Linked DNA regions of Mus musculus: regions 1 and 3 are each linked to region 2. A link is a contact called in public Hi-C and promoter capture Hi-C data. All regions are on one chromosome and are shown on one strand. The core of a region is the stretch at or near the end of the contact, and the rest is flanking DNA. Distances in the headings are between cores, read along the strand shown.

What was found. Promoter capture Hi-C pulls out the DNA fragments that hold promoters and counts their contacts. Hi-C and Micro-C count contacts between places; a contact is called where the count stands out from the background.
Region 1: a promoter capture Hi-C map of pre-B cells shows a contact between it and region 2, with 2.5 times the contacts expected there. The contact joins the promoter of Hipk1 here to the promoter of Tmem167b in region 2. A contact is called at or near these places in 2 of 39 promoter capture datasets (liver and pre-B cells).
Region 3: a Hi-C map of B cells shows a contact between it and region 2, with 5 read pairs. The contact joins the promoter of Ap4b1 here to the promoter of Tmem167b in region 2. A contact is called at or near these places in 1 of 39 promoter capture datasets (pre-B cells) and 1 of 484 Hi-C or Micro-C datasets (B cells).

Annotation. Positions count from the first base shown.
Region 1 is chr3:103,789,648-103,793,509 of GRCm38.p6, reverse strand. Hipk1 (homeodomain interacting protein kinase 1) reads left to right here and starts at 2,235. Exons shown (of 16, transcript NM_010432.2): 1 at 2,235-2,515.
Region 2 is chr3:108,561,181-108,565,442 of GRCm38.p6, reverse strand. It overlaps Tmem167b (transmembrane protein 167B), which reads left to right and starts at 2,977. Exons shown (of 3, transcript NM_026198.2): 1 at 2,977-3,172. The coding sequence starts at 3,163.
Region 3 is chr3:103,807,091-103,811,262 of GRCm38.p6, reverse strand. Ap4b1 (adaptor-related protein complex AP-4, beta 1) reads right to left here and starts at 1,746. Exons shown (of 10, transcript NM_026193.2): 1 at 1,206-1,746. The coding sequence starts at 1,318. Dclre1b (DNA cross-link repair 1B) reads left to right here and starts at 1,876. Exons shown (of 4, transcript NM_133865.2): 1 at 1,876-2,363; 2 at 3,026-3,191; 3 at 3,687-3,869. The coding sequence starts at 2,175. It overlaps Gm15471 (predicted gene 15471), which reads right to left. Exons shown (of 5, transcript NR_040412.1): 5 at 2,823-3,049.

The DNA of each region.
Region 1 (3,862 bases), core at 986-3,485, 4.8 Mb after region 2:
CCTTTAGTGTATAGGCTGTGCTGTTTCCTCCTTAATTTCCAGCAATGTCCCGCACATAGGAGATACTCTATAGATTTGTTGAATGGAAAACAGACTATGCAGCACTAAACTTTGAAGCTTTGTTGACTGAAACATGCTTAGATATTTTCTTCTCTGATGGTCTTCTCTGACTCCATTATTCAAGTCATGTATATTTGTGTGGCATTTTTCCTCACTGGATTGAAAACTCTGGGGGGGGGGGAGAAGACTACATCCTACTCATCTTTCATCTGAACTGGTATCTAGGGAGTGTCTGGCATAAAGCAGTTTGTTGGACGAATGAGTGAATGACATTAGAGAGGAAAAAAATACTACACTTTTAAACATTCCCTGAAGACTGAGACAGATTGAAAAAAAAAAAAAACAAGTCAAGAACAACGAAAACAGAGACTAATTATATGAAGAGCTGGTACAAATAAACAGGTAGGTGACAGGGCTGAGTGAGAATGCAGGAGTCAATCAGGAAAGGCTCTGACATGTAACATCTGAGATGTTTTCAAACACAAAAGAGACATAACTTGAGAGTAAATGAAAAGCCAGTCATAGAGTTCTGGTGAGGTAGGGCAAAATGAGCAATTCATAACTAAAGCTTGTTTGTTAAGCAGATCTGTTTAACACCAGGCCTTTTTCTTGGCTATCTAAGCAGGCATGTTCATTCATTCTGTGTCTTGGTATTTCCAGGGCCAGCCCAACATGAGGACTTTATGTTCTCTAAACACTCAAGAAAGGAAGTTTCTGTGAAAATATGCAAGGGAATCTGTCCTGTGGGATTGAACATTTTGCTAACCCTGGCTCTCCAGGGAAATGAACTTCCTCCCCATTCCCAATGTTAAGAGGAGAAACTCAAACGACTTTCCTTAAAAGGTATGATAGGATAGCCTAGAAAACATTTTGTTAGGTGAAGATCCAAAGAAATCATGGATGTATGAGTGAGGACTGAAAAATATAACTGATAGAAAGGCCTCTCCTAGACCTGCTCTCTGCTCACAGGACACAGGTAAAAATCTATGGTGGTGGATAGTCAGTTAGGGGTTCAGACTGTTCTTGTAAGAAAGAACACATTTTCCATCTCCTCCTCTTTCTTTTTTTTTTTTTTTTTTTTTTTTGGTTTTCAGAGACAGGGTTTCTCTGTGTAGCCCTGGCTGTCCTGGAACTCACTCTGTAGACCAGGCTGGCCTCGAACTCAGAAATCCCGCCTGTCTCTGCCTCCCAAGTGCTGGGATTAAAGGCGTGCGCCACCACTGCCCGGCACTCCTCTTTCTTTTAGGTAGGGCCTCTCTATGTAGATCAAGTTGACAAACTCACAAGAGATCCATCTGCCTCTCCTTCCAGAATCTTGGGTTTAAAGGCATGAATCCTGGGTTTAAAGGCACGTACCATCCTACCTTACTCTTATAAATACTCGACTCCAAGAAATGTTTCTCATTTTAAGAACCAACATTTTACAGCGCGGAAGGCATATCAAGTCCCACAGAATCTCTTGAGGCTGAGTTGGCAACTGTCTACTAAGATAACCTAGTTTTCAGGGTCATTTTTCTTAAACATTATGCCAGGTCCACTTTCCGGAATCCACCGCCTTTCTACCCTTCGTGGAGGTAAGACAATTTTTGTTTACTGCATGCATGGAGGAGCTGAGTTCGGATATTTTATTTCCTAACAGATTCTACGGTGGGAGCGCTTCAGCACAGGGAGGCATCTAAATCCCTTATGCTGCCCTGAAATCGACATGGCAGCAAACAATTTAAGTAAAAACTGAGAATTCTAAACCCTCAGAGTCATCCCCAGGTAGTCAATGTCTCCCTGCGCTGCCCAATCGCTGGGATGTGATTGGGATGTTGGGGGAAAATCACACTGGTTTGGGGTGATGTCACACTAGCTGAGATGACATCTAACTGTAAGAAACCCGACCGCCACCAAACGCCGGTTAAACGACCTCGGAGACTGCTGTGCGGAGAGGACTGGGAAACCGGTCCCCACACACTGTCCACGCTGGCTCCCCACGGAGGCCCACCCACACCCGCGGCCCGGGGCAAGATGCAGTGATCTCAGCCCTCCCGCTCCTCCGCACTTCCGCCTCAGTAGGTGTCATGGCGCTAGGTGGCTGAATGGTTCCGGCGAGGCGGGGCCGGCGGGATGGAGGCGGTCGCTCGGGGCTCCACTTGTCGGGTCTGGTGACAACGGCGGCTGCGGAGCGAAGGGCCGGGCCGTGGCCCCGGACCGCAGGGGAGGCCGAGGCGGGAGCGCTCGGCGCTGAGGCGGCGGCGGCGGGAAGGGGCCGGGTGGCAGGGCAGGCGGGAGGCTGGCGAGGCTCCGGCCGCAGGACGGGCGCGGGGACGGCTCCGGGGGGCGGGGGCCGGGGCCGGGGCCGGCTCGTGCGGGGGGTATGATGACCCGGCTGCGGGGCCCCGGATCGCCTCTCCTCCGCCGCCTCCTCGCGGCGGCCCCGACTCGAGGCTGAGAACTACACACACCGGCGGTGAGTCAGGCTCGGCGAGGGGCTGGGGTCGTGGACTTTGGGAGTCGGCGCCCCGAGGTGGGACGGAGCGAGCCGCAGACTCCCTTGGGTAGCCGGCTTGCTTGGGGTGCCTCTCTCGCCAGGCCCCGCGCGGCCCTAGGCGCCTGGTCGCGAGCGGCCAGGCGCGACTGCGTGCCGGAGAAAATGGGCAGCTCCCCCTGCCTCCTGCCTTTCCCTCCAGATCGTGTTGTCCTCAGGTGACAGGGGTCCGTCTGGCATCTCCCCACCGTACAGATCTCCACCCCAACCGCGGACTGCGGTGGCAGGTTCTTGTGCTTGTGCGTGTGCATGTCACCCCACTCCCTGTAGCTGTAGTTTGGGCGTATTGGTGCCTTTGGGGACCGGGAAACCGCATCTAGAGTAAATCGTGGTGGTCGGGCTGGTATGGAAGCTTTTCTGTTCTCTTGGTTCATGTTCTGTAGTCTTTGAGTATGTAATTTGTGATGGTGGTAACGCTGTGTGGGGACCAGCCCACCTATATGTTTATCTCTGCAAGGCAAAGCTAGAGGTCTAAACTTTTGCAGTCCGTCGTCGCCTTTAAAGCCAAGAACAACAAAATCCAAAACATTAAAAGATGGAAACAACCAAAAGCCTTTGGGTAGGACCCACACTATAAACAGCTCTGTAGGGCAGCGTCCCCCTTTTGTGCTTGGCAACCGAGACCTAAAAACTTGGTCTCTAGGAGCGTTGGTCTAACCTCCAGTTTGTTGTGGTGACGAACCGTGAGCAATGGCCTGTGTGTTTATGCTGGGCGCGTTTTCTTTCCTGTTTGGGAATGGGTACTGGAACGGGAAGCCGGAGAGGGGGTGGGGGCAAGCTCCAGTAAGTGAATCTTTTCTCTACATAACCAGTGACTCAGTTGTGGATACTCATAAGATGCGCATTCTTGTCTCTTTGGTGACACTTTGAGAATTCTCAGTAGTGTAGTGCAGCCACAAACAAGAGTTTCAAATGTAGACTCCGTTGCCCCAGTCCGCTCTTTATCTTGTTTCCTAGTAACTGATGAAAACAGCAGCATGGCTTCCTGCTGTAGACGGAGTGGGGTTAAATTAAGTGGCGGATGGCCTCAGCAAAACCTACAATTTTGCTCTTGTTTGTGTAAAGCTATTTTTGATTCATGGTCTGTAAGATTTTGTTTTTTTTGTTTTTTTTTGTTTTTTTTTTGGTTAAGATGATAGAGAATGCAAACCATTGCCAATTTTTTTTGGGGGTGGGGGTTGCTCAGTTAAAAGCCTAAAGCTTCCTGTAAAACATTTAAAAACCTAACGACTCATTTTACCTCATCACTGTTATTCAACTGGTTATTTT
Region 2 (4,262 bases), core at 1,728-4,227:
AGAGACCAATGTGGCTAGTAAAATGGCTCAGAAGGGAAGGAGGCTTGCTTCTAAACCTAACAACGTGAGTTTGGTCCCCAGGCCCCTCGTGGTAGAAGGAGAAAACTCACTTCTTTGAGCCGTCTTCTTATCTCTACATGTACACACACACACACGTACACACAGAAAAACACACAGAATAAAGAAATGCAAAAGAAAAGTGATATTTGCAAGCCGTGGAGCAGAATGGGTTACCAATGGAGTTAGCAATGAGAAAAATGGATTTTGTTTACAGATGTATTAAGAAAAAGCGAGAAATAACTTCTAAGAATGGGAGGAATGCCTTTCTTTTCTTTGACACTACTGAGGATTGAACGCAGAACTTTGAACCCATTAGGCATGTGTTCTATGGCTGAGCCACATCTCTGGCCCTTGTTTTATTGAAATGAAGTCTCACTACATGGCAAAGGCTGATCTGAAACTCACTCACTCACTCACCCACCCACCCACCCAAGTTGGTTTCCAACTTGACATTCCCCCAGCTCAGCCTGTTTTATTTTTATGTATGTGTGAGTGGTTTGTCTGTGTGTATATTTGTGTACCACAAGCCTGCTTGTGTGCCCACAGAGTCCAGAACAGCAGTGTGGGGCCCATGTAGAAGAAACTCAAAGTAATAAAATTAATGTTATAGAGGACTTAATGATAGATTTCCTTCACACAAGTAGAATTTAGCTACTTTTGCCTCCAAAATAATTAAAGGTAAGTAGCATGCTAACCAGCTCTGTTAGATAAATGAAGTTTTGGATGCTAGGATATAAATGTTTATTCATCAGGAATGACCAGCACACATTAGATCATATCTGCCATTAGACAGAATTGATTGAAGTGTACTTTGGGACTGGGACCCAAGATGACAGTGTTTGTGAAATGCATGCTTGTGAAGTGTATAAGCCAATGTGTATATGAGTTAGTGTCTTAGAGTTTCCATTGCTGTGAAGAGACACCACGGCCAAGGCAACTCTTACAAAGGTGCTGGCTTAGAGGTTCAGAGGTTCAGTCCACTATCATCATGGTTGGAAGCATGGCAGTTGTCCAGGCAGGCATGGCTCTGGAGGAGCTGAGGGCTCTGTATCTTGATCTGACTACAGCCAGGAGAAAGGGTCTAAAAGCCCACCCTACAGTAACACACTTCCTCCAACAAGGCCACACCTCCTAATAGTGCCACTCCCTGGGCCAAGCATACTGAAGCTACCAGTTAGTACAATCCTGTCAAGGCTGACTCTAATTTAGGCATTAACCACAGTCAGCCAGGCACTTTAGTACAGATCTTTGCCTTCATCTCTAAGTGTGAGGAACAATTTTTATTATTATTTCTACAACAGGATCTCCTGGAACCAGAGGAACATATCGTTGTGAGCCATCACTTGGATGCTGGAAACCTAACGAAGGTCTTAACAAGAGAAGCAAATGCTGTCAACCACTAAGCCATCTCTGCAGTCCTGTCTTGCTTTGTGGAATGTCCTGTGTGTATACACACATATGTAATCCAAGTGATTATATTAGTGATTATGTTAGGGTTTTTCTATATATCTTTTGGTTTTTGATGCTGTAATTTCTTAATTTGAGTATATTTTTTTCAATGACTCTTTTTTTTCTTCTTCTGGTTTTTCAAGACAGGGTTTCTCTGTATAGCCCTAGCTGTCCTGGAACTCACTCTGTAGACCAGGCTGGCCTCGAACTCAGAAATCCGCCTGCCTCTGCCTCCCAAGTGCTGGGATTAAAGGCGTGTGCCATCACTGCCCGGCTCAAGTACTCTTTCCTACATCAAACACTGTGGCTACTCTACTAGTGGTTTCCTCCTCTTGACTGTCCATTCCAAGTCTTCTGACAGTTTTGTTCTAGGTAACCAGGCGGTTCACAGCCAGCAGATGGCACTGTAGCAGGAATGGACAGAATTCTTAGGTTTCTGAGTGCAGCACTTTCAGTCAGACTCTAGAAAAGCAGACCCAGCTGTCTATAATTGAAGGTCCCAGTTTACAAAGCAGAACCTAAAGCTTTGTTCCCTGCACGCCAGCCCACCATTAGACTGTCATCATCTAGTCAAAACATCTTCAGAGAAGCCAGGGTACATTTCTGAAGAGGTGAGGCCAGCATGACTTAAACTCTGCAGATAAAGGAAACTATCCTGGTAATTTAAGGAAAAGAAAGTCATTCTAACAAACAGGAAGCTGTCTGAATGCTTCTGACAACCGAAAGCTTTAGGATCGGAAGCATGTGGCTTTTGTTATAGTTTCTTATTCCGTTTACGAAAGTCAGAGGCAGCTTGGCTAGATTTCCGCAAGAAGCCACCTAACAAGGGCTGTCCCAGGAGTCCGAGCAACTACTGTGGTATCCCCCTCAGCACTCAAACTCTCGTCGGGTTTCAGATATTACAGCACATATTACTGCTGCAGAGCATAGAAGCAAAACAAACAAACAAAACAAAACAAAACAAACAAGCCGTGTCCCCAAGAACGGTCCAACTATCCTGACAGTGGTGACGTTTTCAGCTTGGTATGGTAAGATACAGTGACCCTGCTGTAGTATACACACGTGCGCCACCTTACGTGCAATTGCTTCGCATTATAGCCTGGTTCCCAAGTGTTTTCTCTTGGAACTGTACCTGATTTCACTACCAGTTGTCACCTAAATAAGTTGGAGGAAACGGGATGGCTTTCTTTTGTTTCTTGGTCATGAATCACTGGAACCCTAAGTTTTGTTCTCAAGTAGATACAACGGGGAACGACATGTTCTGGCACACTGAACATGTGTCACAGAGCAATCCCTACAGCCTTTATTTTTCAAACACACTGTCTGGGTCCAGTCGGTCTAATTAGACAGGAGCAAGCAGGCGGACTTCCGGTTGCCATGACCACAAAGGAAGCCTCGCCCAACACGCTCTCCTCCCACTACGTAGGGACGCAGACGCTACGCAGGCAGGGCGAGGCTTTGGCTCGACGATCAGCTAATTATGCCTGATTGAGTTCGGCGTTTCTCTCGCTCGGCTCTCGCGCTTGCGTACTACGGCTCGTTCCCCGTCACCACGGCCCGGATCGGGAAGTGTCAAGTGGGAGCCGGGTTCCCCCGCATTTGCAGCCGCCACAGCTGAACCCGGACCCCTCACCCCAGCCGGGCACTACCGCCATGACGAACGGTGAGAGCTGGGGGCCCGAGCGGAGGGTGGCGGTAGAGGACTGGGACCAAACGTGGCGGGCGGGGCTAGACTGACGTGGCCGTTCCCCCCGCCCCCTCCCAGCCCGGCCCCCCTGGACCTTGGGGAGCCCCTAACTCCTGTCTGGGATGCTCCTTGCAGTTTCTCTTTTCTCAAGCCCATCAAGGTACCCTAGTGCCACACCTGACTTTTCGTTATCACCCTTTACTCTCTTTTCTTTCCTAGAAGTTGGTTCTGGCCGCTGGGGAGGTCGTTCACTATAGAATTATGTTGTTAGTCCCCAGGGGAGAGAAGCTGTTATCCAGTTCCCTAAGGTCTCATACTTTCTGACAGTAAGCTGGTTGAAAGGACTTAGTAATGGTATCAAATCCCACCGTTTGCGGGGGAGGTGATTGTAGACAACCCCCAAAGTTTTTTGTTTGTTTGTTTATTTTGTTAATTTAAAAGACACCAAAAAAAGCCTTCATTCGTTTGACTAAAGTCCTAGTTGGGTGGCTCCATCTGGAGCTTCTGGCTAATACCGCAAAGGGTGGATTTAGAAGCCGCCTTTTATTAGTGATGGAGCACTTGTAATTTTTCCAGATTGCTTCAAACAATTTTATAGTCATGATTTTCAGGTTCTAGAGCATGAATTAAGACCTTTATAGTCAGTCTTACAGGAACGGAAATAAGAAAGCCTTTTCTAGGTACTATGATTGGAGAGGCTCGGGAAAGTATTTCTCATAGACTTCCATAGACGTGACACTGAAGACTGAAATGTCATTTCCTTGTGAATTTTGGCATTGTCTCTTAACTTATAGGAGTAAAAGAGCAAGACATAAAGGCATCCATAGAAACTGTCTGTGAGCTGACTGATATACTGGAACTAGCTGTGAAATAGTTTCACTGGAAGAAGTCAGTATAGTCCAGAACTGGCGGGAACCGACAAAGACCCTGATTGTATATAATATCCATTTGAAGCTTTCTGGGTAGTCAGTCTTACCATAGTACACAAAGTTAAAGAAGGAACGGAGGAAGACATAGTGTAAACTAGGAAATAAAATATTCTGGCACAGTTGATTACTGAATAAAA
Region 3 (4,172 bases), core at 497-2,996, 4.8 Mb after region 2:
GAAGTAATACACAAAATACAGACCAAGAAGATCCACATCCACATGCCACTATGGAAGTCAGAAAATGCTTCGTCACAGAACGCTTTAGCTCTGTGACCAGCTCACTGGGAAAACGTGACACAGATAATGATTCATGCTAGGAGGCACGAGCAAGAACTAAACATTCTTTTTGTTCCTTGGGTGGCATGATAAAAAATTTAGATTTCAGCCAGGCGGTGGTGGCACACACCTTTAATCCCAGCACTTGGGAGGCAGATGCAGGCGGATTTCTGAGTTCAAGGCCAGCCTGGTCTACAGAGTGAGTTCCAGGACAACCAGGACTACACAGAGAAACCCTGTCTCAAAAAACAAAAACAAAACAACACAAACAAAAAGTTTAGATTTCATTCCACTGATTACTGTTTCCAATGTTGTGGAACCAAACTACTACAATCAACTGAGACTGTTTATTTACAATACAGTTCCTGGATTCTATCCCATCCTAATGAAATCAGAATTGATCCCTAGATCACGATTTTTTAAAAAAGGACCCCATGGGACTTTTGTGTCCTACCTACAGTTTTGAGCTACAACTATAGATTAGTTACACGTTCAAACATATATAATAGAAAAAATCCTAACCAAAGTGAGGAGACAAGGCTACTTATTAATAAACTACCACAACAGGCTTTGGTAATTACAGCCTGAGCCAACAACAGTACAACTTTAAGAACAAGAATTGATATTTTGAATTTTTCATACCACCTGACAGTAGACAATGTTTTCAAGGTTGACTAGCAAGCTTGGTAGGGTGCCTGGTGACATTCATAACACAAATACAAGCAGAATAGTAGGTTTAAAGAGGAGAAGAATGATAGTATTATTTTGGTCATATCTTTGATGAACTATCCAAGTCGAAATGTAAAGCAAGCAGAAAGATATACAGGTCTGAATCTAGAAAAAAGGGAGAACTGTTCTACGTTAAGTCATTGAACCAGGAGTCAGCCGCAATTGCTAAAGCCTGTGGTATGAAGGAGACCTCTCAACTGGGCATGGTGTTCCACACGGAAGACTGAGATGACAACCCAGAAATGCAGCCTCAAGGCCAAAAGATAAAACTGCCCTTCTTTAACTTTTTCAGAGTGATCGCAGAGCTCTGAAGAGGATTAAAAGTGGGGCCGGGGGGGGGGGGGGGGAGTTAGAATTCTATGGTAGGTTGGTGATACCTAATAACTCGCTGGATGACATTCCGGTAGCGCAGCCTATCAGCCTGAATATGAGGGTTACACAGAGCCTTCTTCAGTTCCTTCACCACGTCCTCAGAGCCAAGGTATGGCATCGTCGCCAACACTCACGGGACAGTTTCCACAGACCCGTAGGGAACTCGTGGGCTCCTCCTAATTTCGATGTGGGAGCCTGAATAAAGGAGATGTAGTCAGTGAAAACACTAACGGCGAGATGTCACTTTGCTGTGCCTGCCCCCCAGGGCGGAACACATTCTTGGGTCCTCGGGCGAGCCCCGACCCTTCAGGAGCCGCCCGGAGACCCACAGGCCGTTGGCTCTGCCCAGCAGATCTCAACTCTCTCTAGGCCCAGTTACGAATTCTACACTAGCAAAAGGCCAAAGACCTAGCACAGCCTCCTCCCTGGGAATCTAGTCCCAGTGGCCGAGGACACCCCAGACAGCTTCCTGCGGAAATCCCGCCCCGTCGCCCTGAGACACAAGGAGCAGCTTTCCGGGTCGCGCCGAGCGCCGAGCGCAGGTCCGGGGGGGGGGGGGGGGGGGCACCGACCTCCGGACGCCCTTCCCCCACCCATTCTCCCCCTCGGCGCAGGCGCGCAGCTCACTGTGTGAGCGCCGCGGCCGGCGATCGGAAATCAACTACTAGGGTCTGTCTCCCCGCCGCCGCGCGAGCTTTGACAATGTGGGGACTGGGCCCGAGCTCCAGCGCGCGGTTGTGAGTGATGCTCTCCCGACTTCTTCCGCGTTGGGCGCTTTCATCCTGATCGTCCCGAGCGCGGCCACCTTCTTTTTTCTCACTCTGTCTACTAATTCCGTTTCTGGGATGGTTTTCCTTTAGGGCTTCTGGACTTGTTCCAGAGTCCACTTGTCATTGGGACGCTGTCGTGGAAACCTCACTCAGGAGTGCGGTTCCCGCGAAGACCCCACTGGGTGACACCTCAACTCTGCCACCATGAACGGGGTCGTAATCCCCCAAACGCCCATTGCTGTGGACTTTTGGAGCCTGCGCCGTGCCGGTTCGGCGCGGCTCTTCTTCTTAACCCACATGCACTGTGACCACACGGTGGGTTTGTCTAGCACTTGGGCCCGGCCCCTCTACTGCTCTCCCATCACTGCTTGCCTCTTGCATCGTCGCCTGCAGGTATTGGGGCTGGGATTTGATCGCTGAGACCTAGTCCAGGAATCTGGGTGGGGACTTCTGATCTGTCACAGTTTGGGGGATTACCGAGTGGGAGACATAAGGACTGAATTTTTACAAATGTGGGAATTGATCCCGGAATGAGACTGGCTTCTAGTTAACTACCTGGAGGTTTTTAGTCAAGGAAATGATTCCTATCTTTTCAAAAACCAGTGCTTTCCTAATTTGCATTTAAGAATCTACCAGACTGTTCAGTGATAGAACACTTGTTTAGTGTGTGCAAGAACCCTAAGTTAGATCCCCAACACTCATTGCCCGCCCCCAATAATTCATCTAATGTGCTAGATAAAAACACATATTGTCTAACATCTCCTCATCTTGTCTGTGTCAGTAGAAGTGGCTGGTGTGAGACTGGAACTTTTTTTGACAGTTGTTTCCCACCCATGGCTGGGATTATCATGATAGGAGAAAGTGTGAGAATCTTTATTTAGACTGTTTTCAGATTCTGAGTTTAAATCTGTACAAAGGGTGGGAGACAGAAGAGGAAGGAGAGATTTCTTGGGAATCCTTATAACAGCTTACATGAGAGTGGTTCAGAACTCGGTCAGCTTTCCTTGATGAAAGAGAAGTCTATGGTTACTCGGGTGACCAACTGTTTTCCTCAGGTGTCTAAGCACTGGATCCGGGCCCTGGAGGTTGGCGAGAGTCATGTATTACCTCTAGATGAAATTGGGCAAGAAACCATGACTGTAACGCTCATAGATGCCAATCACTGCCCTGGTTCTGTCATGTTTCTCTTTGAAGGATACTTTGGAACAATTCTATACACAGGTGAGCCTCCCAAGGCATTCCTCACACTTTATAGCTACCTTTACCCAGAAAGATAGCTTTATCCCATACAGGCACAGGGACCCTTTCCAACTGATTTCCTACTTGACCATCCATCCTTTACTTTGTTAAATAAAATCACAAGAGCAAGAAAACAAGAAAGGCATGTTGGTGCTCGCCTTTGATCCCAGCACTTGGAAGGCAGAGGCTGGCTGATCTCTATGAGTTCAAGGCCAGCCTGGTCTACTTAGTGAGTTCTAGGACACCCAGCCTATGTAGACAAACCCTGTCTCATAAGAAAAACATCAATCAAACAGAAAATCTCCAAGAGTGGGAAAGAGACATTTTCACAAAGAAACTAGACTGTACAGTTCAGTGCCAGGACAGTTTTTGCATAAACTCGTAACCAATCTCCATCTGCTACTGAAGGTAGAAGAGGCTTGTCTTCTAGCCTTTGTTTTTTGCCCACTTCTTATACCCCACATATTATTCTTCCAGGTGATTTTCGATATACACCATCCATGCTGAAGGAACCTGCTCTGATACTGGGGAAACAGATTCATACTTTGTATCTAGACAACACTAATTGCAATCCAGCCCTGGTTCTTCCTTCCCGACAAGAGGCTACTCAGCAGATTGTCCAGCTAATCCGACAGTTCCCACAACACAACATAAAAATTGGTGAGCGGTTTCCCTTTTTCTTCCATTCATGCTTAGTGAATCAAAATTCTTTGAAGGTCCTCATTGTTTTCCAAATCTTTGTGCCTTGCTCACCTTTCTTGTAAAACTACTATGGTTATCTTATTTAAAATTGAACCTCCCAGCTGACTTGGTGGCTCACACCTTCTATCCCAGCACTCAGGAGGCAGAAGTAGCCTGGTCTACATAGTGAGTTCCAAAGCAGCCACAGCTCTGTAGAAAGACTCTTATCTCCAAAGGGGAAAAAATGTGAACTTGCCCACCATCCTCACTCTTAAATTCTCA